2 separate regions of the Sus scrofa genome follow, and region 2 is linked to region 1. Evidence: chromatin contacts called from public HiChIP or PLAC-seq data. All regions are on one chromosome and are shown on one strand. The core of a region is the stretch at or near the end of the contact, and the rest is flanking DNA. Distances in the headings are between cores, read along the strand shown.

Evidence for each region. HiChIP or PLAC-seq counts read pairs in DNA pulled down with a chosen protein or histone mark.
Region 2: a contact with region 1 is called in an H3K27ac HiChIP or PLAC-seq map of alveolar macrophages. The contact joins two enhancer-like sites. A contact is called at or near these places in 1 of 47 Hi-C or Micro-C datasets (embryonic fibroblasts) and 2 of 2 datasets of contacts at active chromatin or transcription factors (alveolar macrophages and skeletal muscle).

The regions. Positions count from the first base shown.
Region 1 is chr3:117,781,551-117,784,600 of Sscrofa11.1, forward strand. No RefSeq gene overlaps it. Among named protein-coding and RNA genes, the nearest start is that of RHOB, 7.6 kb to the left of the region's middle. Within about 2 kb of position 1,516, at least 41 of the 83 cell types and tissues checked have an H3K27ac peak or open chromatin away from gene starts, as enhancers often do. A contact at or near this core is called in alveolar macrophages, where this site is marked.
Region 2 is chr3:118,125,486-118,128,535 of Sscrofa11.1, forward strand. No RefSeq gene overlaps it. Among named protein-coding and RNA genes, the nearest start is that of LAPTM4A, 25 kb to the right of the region's middle. Within about 2 kb of position 1,411, at least 14 of the 83 cell types and tissues checked have an H3K27ac peak or open chromatin away from gene starts, as enhancers often do. A contact at or near this core is called in alveolar macrophages, where this site is marked.

The sequences.
Region 1 (3,050 bases), core at 266-2,765:
TAAGAAATGGAGGGCGGAGCCCACTTCACGCAGGAGTTCACCAACCAGTAAGATTTTTCCAGAAGAGATGCCCATTTGCACCACCTGCAAATTTACCGTGTGGACATTATGTGGAGGAGGGGGAATCAGAGCCTTTGGACGAGAAGAGGGAAGTAGGAAAGTGTTCTCTTCCCCCATGTGAGGTTGGCCCCGTGACATGGCCCGGTGAGGAGCCGGAGGGCAGAAAGGGAAGAGGAACGTCACAAGAACTCACCACTCCATGACGGTTGGATGGGGGTGGTTTTGGTTTTTGGGTGTTTTTGTTTTGATTTGGTTTGGTTTTGTTTTTTTAGGGCCGCACCCGTGGCATATGGAGGTTCTCAGGCTAGGGGTCAAATCAGAGCTACAGCTGCCAGCCTACACCCCAGCCACAGCAATGCCAGATCTGAGCGCATCTGCGACCTACACCAGAGCTCTCGGCAATGCCAGATCCTTAACCCACTGGGTGAGGCCAGGAACTGAATCCGCATCCTCATGGATCCTAGTTGGATTCGTTTCCACTTCCCATTAGGGCTGTTATTACAAATTCCACCCCAGCTACGTTTACCGTGGCTGTTAATTTCACATAGATTCATTAAGTTATCTGAAGCTCTGGGCAAATGGTGTGGAAATGCACTAAGCAGAAAGAGAGAGCCTCATACCAGGAGGCTGGAGACCTGCTTTTGAGGTCTTCCAATTCCAAACTGTCCAACCTTGGACAAACCAGCCTTTCCAGGCCTCAGTTTCCCCATTTGTAAAATGCAAGCGAGAACTCAGAAGCTGAGAGTGTCCACAGGGGTCCTGCAGTTAAGCACGTGCGAGACATAATGGCAGTGGCGGAGACCGTGGGAGCCAGAGGACATGCCCTAGATAAGCAATAAAATTCAGAATTTAAAACTACCACACTGTCCAAAAAAGGCACAGACAGAGCTGGCAGGATTTGGCCTGGCAGAGCCAGTGGGTGGCCCCCACGAGACGAATTTCATTTTTTTTTTTTACAGATCAAGAGGGCTCCCTTGTAGAAAATATTATTAATCCTTTCATAGACTTAAAAAAAAATTTATAAAACAAACAAACAAAAAAAATCCTTCCTCTGGAATCGTATTATTCAAGACCTTCTTTCACTGGAGTTGCTTAAACTGAGGTCCAAAAGTGAAATCTTCCAAAGAACGGAAACTAGGAATGTGAAGTCTTAAGTAAGACGAAGTTATTCTCACAGCTCCTTGGAAGTTAGCACTCAGCAGGGTGGGAGATGTGCCTCCTTATGTCAGTCCAGAGGGTAATAACATAAGTCCAGGCTTTTTCTCTTCCCTTTTTTTTTTTTTTTTTTTTCTGTCTTGAAAGCAAATGACCTAATCGGAGTGTTTATACAGGGATGATTCATTGCTTGTGTTCTCTGACGATGTCAGGATTTTGCAATAGGGAGGAGAGGAATACACAATGGGTTGCCACACTCTAGTGTGTTATCATCCCAGATGTGTCCGTGGCTATTTATAGCATGAGACAGAGCTTATATGAGGAGCCTCTTTCAGAACCAGGCAATCTGGGGAGCAGAAGTCACAGCAGTGGGGAGACCAAGACGGATCCTCTTCACCCCACTGTCCCAGGACCTCTGCTTCTGCTCCGGCCATGCAGGATGGTAGAACACGGCTCAGCAAAAGAGACTGTTCTTCATGAAAGAAGTCACTGAAAAATCTCTCCTTTCAACAACTGTCTGATGGAATTGTTTCATCTGTGAAAAGTGGAGTTGTGTGACTTCTGCTCAGCTTGGTCACAATATATGTTTGAGCAAGAAGGTGAGGGAGTTCCCTTGGTGGCACAGCGGAAACAAATCTGACTAGTATCCATGAGGATGCGGGTTTGATCCCCGGCCTCGCTGCAGCTATGGCATAGGATGGCAGCTGCAGCTCTGACTCGACCCCTAGCCTGGGAACTTCCATATGCTGAGGATGTGACTCTAAAAATAGGAAGAAAGAAAGAAAGAGCGAGAGAGAGAGAAAGAGAGAAAGAAATTCATTTATAGCTCAGAAATCTCAGTGATATGTCTTAGAAGTCCACTCATTCAGTCATTCCACTAATATGTTAGATGCCTCCTGTATGCCAGGACCTCAGTATAGGTCTAGCTGCCAGCCTCTAAGGAACTCAAGGACCTGATGTAATTGGTGTCTCACAGCTGTTGATCTTCCTATGTCTAAATGGTGGGTAGGAAAGTTCCCATTGTGGCACAGTGGGTTAAGAACCTGACATAGTGTCAGTGAGGGTGTGGGTTCAATCCCTGCCCCCACCTCAGTGCATTAAGGATCCAGTGTTGCCGCAAGCTAGCGGGTAGGTCGCAGATTTGGTTCAAATCCGGTGTTGCCACAGCTGCAGCTCAATTCACCCCCTAGCCTGGGAACTTCCATATGCTGCAAGTTTGGCCCTAAAAAGGGAAAAAAAAAAAATGGGTAAGGACAGAGCTTGAGCCCGGCAGACTTGAAGGAAGTAAAAACAGTTGTTGCTCTCATTTAATCACTTACTCTATAAATGTACTCTGTGCCAGGGAGAAAAAGCATAGAGTCCCAGCCCTCAGAGGCGCTCCAGTTCATGAAATATAAGTGGCAATACAGTACAGTAGTCATAACAATTTAATGGACTATTTCATTCTAGAGTGGTAAGTGCTGTAAATGCGTAGGCACAGGGGAGGAGCCAGGGTAGGTTTGAACTCAGAGGTGTGTTGGTACTTTGATGGCCCTCAGTGAGCCCCACACCCTCCCAGTATTCATCTCCTTATGTGTGCCCGTCCCAGGATGAGTCTCAGCGTGGTCATGTGACTAGCTTAAGCCAATGGGACATCAGCAAGAATGACACAAGCTGCAGCTTGATAAATACTTGTATACTGGGGTTTGCCCTTTTGGAATGCCTCTTCCTGGAACTGGGCTGTCATCCTTTAAGGAAACTCAATCAGCCATGTGAAGAAGCCCAAGGGGAATTGATCCCTGGTTTGATCCCTGGCCTCGTTCAGTGGGTCGGTGATCTGGCGGTGAGATGAGCTG
Region 2 (3,050 bases), core at 161-2,660, 340 kb after region 1:
CAAGGCCGGGACCAAACCCCCATCCTCTTGCGTACTAGTCGGGTTTGTTACTGCTGAGGCATGACTGGAACTCCCGCACCGGACGTTTCATCAAACACTTTCAAGAGGTCTTTCATTTCCTACGGTTTCTGACCCACGCCCAAGCCGTCTTGCAGAGGTCCTGGGAGTGGCGGCAGCACAGGCCCTGCTCCTCACTGTGGGCAAGGCTTTGCCAGGCCAGAGCCGACGTGCAGGTGCATGAGGCACACAGGACCCAAGGGACCCTCAGGTCAGTCAAGAAGCTGGTTAGCTGCATGGGCTGGGCCTACTGGGCCGGTGCCTGAGAAAAACAGCCTAACAGACTCAGCCTCCGCAGAGGCCTGCATGTCTGGGAGGAGCCCTTCATGACGACAGAGGAAGCATTTGGCTGGAGGCGGGGGGCAGTCCTGAGCGGTAGATGAGAGCCTGGGCCCTGGTGCTCACGGGCTGGGTGGCCCTCACTGCCCTGAGCTTCAGGCTCCCATGGGTAACCTGCAGATATACTCACCCCCAGGGTCGTTGGGAAGAATTTGTATGTCAAATTTTTGCAATTAGAAGGCATTTCAAAAATAGGAATTACTGAAAGTTCCATTGTGATGTGGTGGGTTAAGGATCCAGCCTTGCTGCAGCTGTGGCACAGGAAGCAGGGGTGGCGTGGATTCGATCCCTGGCCCTGGAACTTCCACATGCGGCAAAAAAAAAAAAAATTATTTGTAAGTGTCCTTTGTTGTATATATCTGTCTCCTCTGTGAGACTGTGGGCCCTTGAGGCCAGGAAGCCTGTCATCTCGGCATCAGCCCAGGGCCTGGCAGAGGGCAGGGCTGGGAAGCATCAAAGGAGCAGGAGTTAGGCTGTCTTCACCAGCTGACAAAGGTCACAGAATTAGCAAGAGAGAGCTCTTTCTCTGAGTTAAGCTTCTGGGAGGGGCAAGCCCTTGATGAGGGGCCAGATCCAGACCTCGAGAAGCCCCGAGTCCTAAGTGTGAAGAACAGCAGAGTCAGCAGAACCCTCTGGGTGATTTTTCTCCAGCTCTCAATCCCACTCCCCCCATCTTTTTTTGTGCATGTGATCCAGCTTTGCTGATGCATTAAGTATAAGCGTTATCTATTTATGACGTGATCCAGGACTGGGAGCTGAGGCTGGGGCATCTCCCTGCTGGATATCTGCCGGGCCCTCCTGCAGCCCTCTGGCACCTTCTGCCCCTCAGGATAGTCAGGACTGCTCCTCCACAGTCTGGCAGAACCAGGGTCACTGCCCACCCACCCATTCTGGGATGTCCTGGGCCAGAAGCCCAGGACTTCTAAGGTGGATTATGAAAGAGGAAGAGGTGAAGGGCAGACACCCCTGCTCCCAGGAGACAGTGGGGCTTCTGAGGACCCTGAGTCGTGGCTGGGCCAGCTGACTCCTGGTTTGACGTCAGGATGGGTGTGGCTCCATCACAGGCCACCCAGCACAGGCCTCGTCTGGGCTTTGCAAAATAAACACCGTCAGCAGCCCTGGCCACACGAAGGCCAGGCCCCTCCCGACTCAGACCTCCAGGCTGCCCAGGCCCACATCTCTCTAACTGCAATGGAGCCAGGTCAGGCCAGGACAGAGGTAAATCAGGGGAGTCCAAGGAGGATGGAACCAACTTGCAGATCAGAAGGGCTGTTCTTCTGCCAGGGGCACACAAGCCAGAGACCCACCCACATTCATATCCCAGGTGCCCTTCCGCAGAGAGGGAGGAGATGGGGCTGGAAAGCTGAGAATAAGCTGCCCAAGTGACATCATCTAGAGGAATGATTTTTTTGTGTGTGTGGTCTTTTTAGGTCCGCACCCGAAGCATATGGAGGTTCCCACCCCAGGGGTTGAATCGGAGCAGTAGCTGCTGGCCTACACCACAGCCACAGCAACGTGGGATCTGAGCCGAATCTGCGGACTTCACCACAGCTCACAGCAACACCAGATCCTTAACCCACTGAGCGAGGCCAGGGATCAAACCTGAGGCTTCATGGATACTAGTTGGGTTCGTTACCGCTGAGCCACGATGGGAACTCCTAGAGGAATACTTTAAACTAACGCACCAGATGGAGTTCCCTGGCAGGTTAAGGATCTGATATTGTCATTGCTGTGCCATGGGTTCTATCCCTGGCTCAGGAACTTCTGCAAGCTGTGGGCGTGGCCTAAAAATAAAATTAAATTTAAAAAATAAACTAATGCATCAGCATCAGGTCTCTGGAATGGACAAAAGGCATTTTGCTTTTCTGTGGAGGGTAGCTTACTGGGAGGATTGGATCTACCCTGTACAATATTTTATGTATTTATTTATTTTGATCATGCTCGTGGCATGCAGAAGTTCCTGGGCCAGGGATCGAACCCGAGCCACAGCTGCAACCAGAGCTACAGCAATGCCAAAGCTGGATCCTTAACAAGCTGAGCCACAAGGGAACTCCTATACATAATTTTGAGTTATTTTCTTCGCAAGTCTGAGTTGTGGTGTGGATTCATTTGGGACCCTGTGGCGAATGGAGAAAGTGTTTCCAAAAACTCAAGAAATACGGAGTCATATAGGCCACCGAGGGAACCCAGGGTGTTTTGAGGACACTTCTGAGGCTGGTGTCCATGGCAGCATACTTTTACATCTGTTGCGAAGTGGACTTGAGCCATGTCACAGAGATCTTATGAGTTCTCTCTGTTTGGTTGTTCTAGCAACAAGCTGTCTCATTGTGGCCACATGTCAGGGGCCAGAGGACCTAAGCTCAGGGTTTCAGGTGGCCACAGCTCTGAGGGCAGCTATGTGAGGCTGTAGGGAGTCCCACTGCTGGAGGGCTGGCGGGGGTCCCACTGACCACAGCTGAAATAGCCCTCCACACCCAACCCTCTCTCTGAAGTGGGTCATCCTGGACCCATTTCAAGTGTCTGGTGGGATCTTCGATAAACATGCTTCATCCTTTTTCAAAGGACGGCCAAGACCCTCACACAGGCTCCTGGGCTTGTTTTAGGAAGACCCTTGGAGATCACGCTGTCTGTATCTCCCCTGCCAGTGTGGGAAC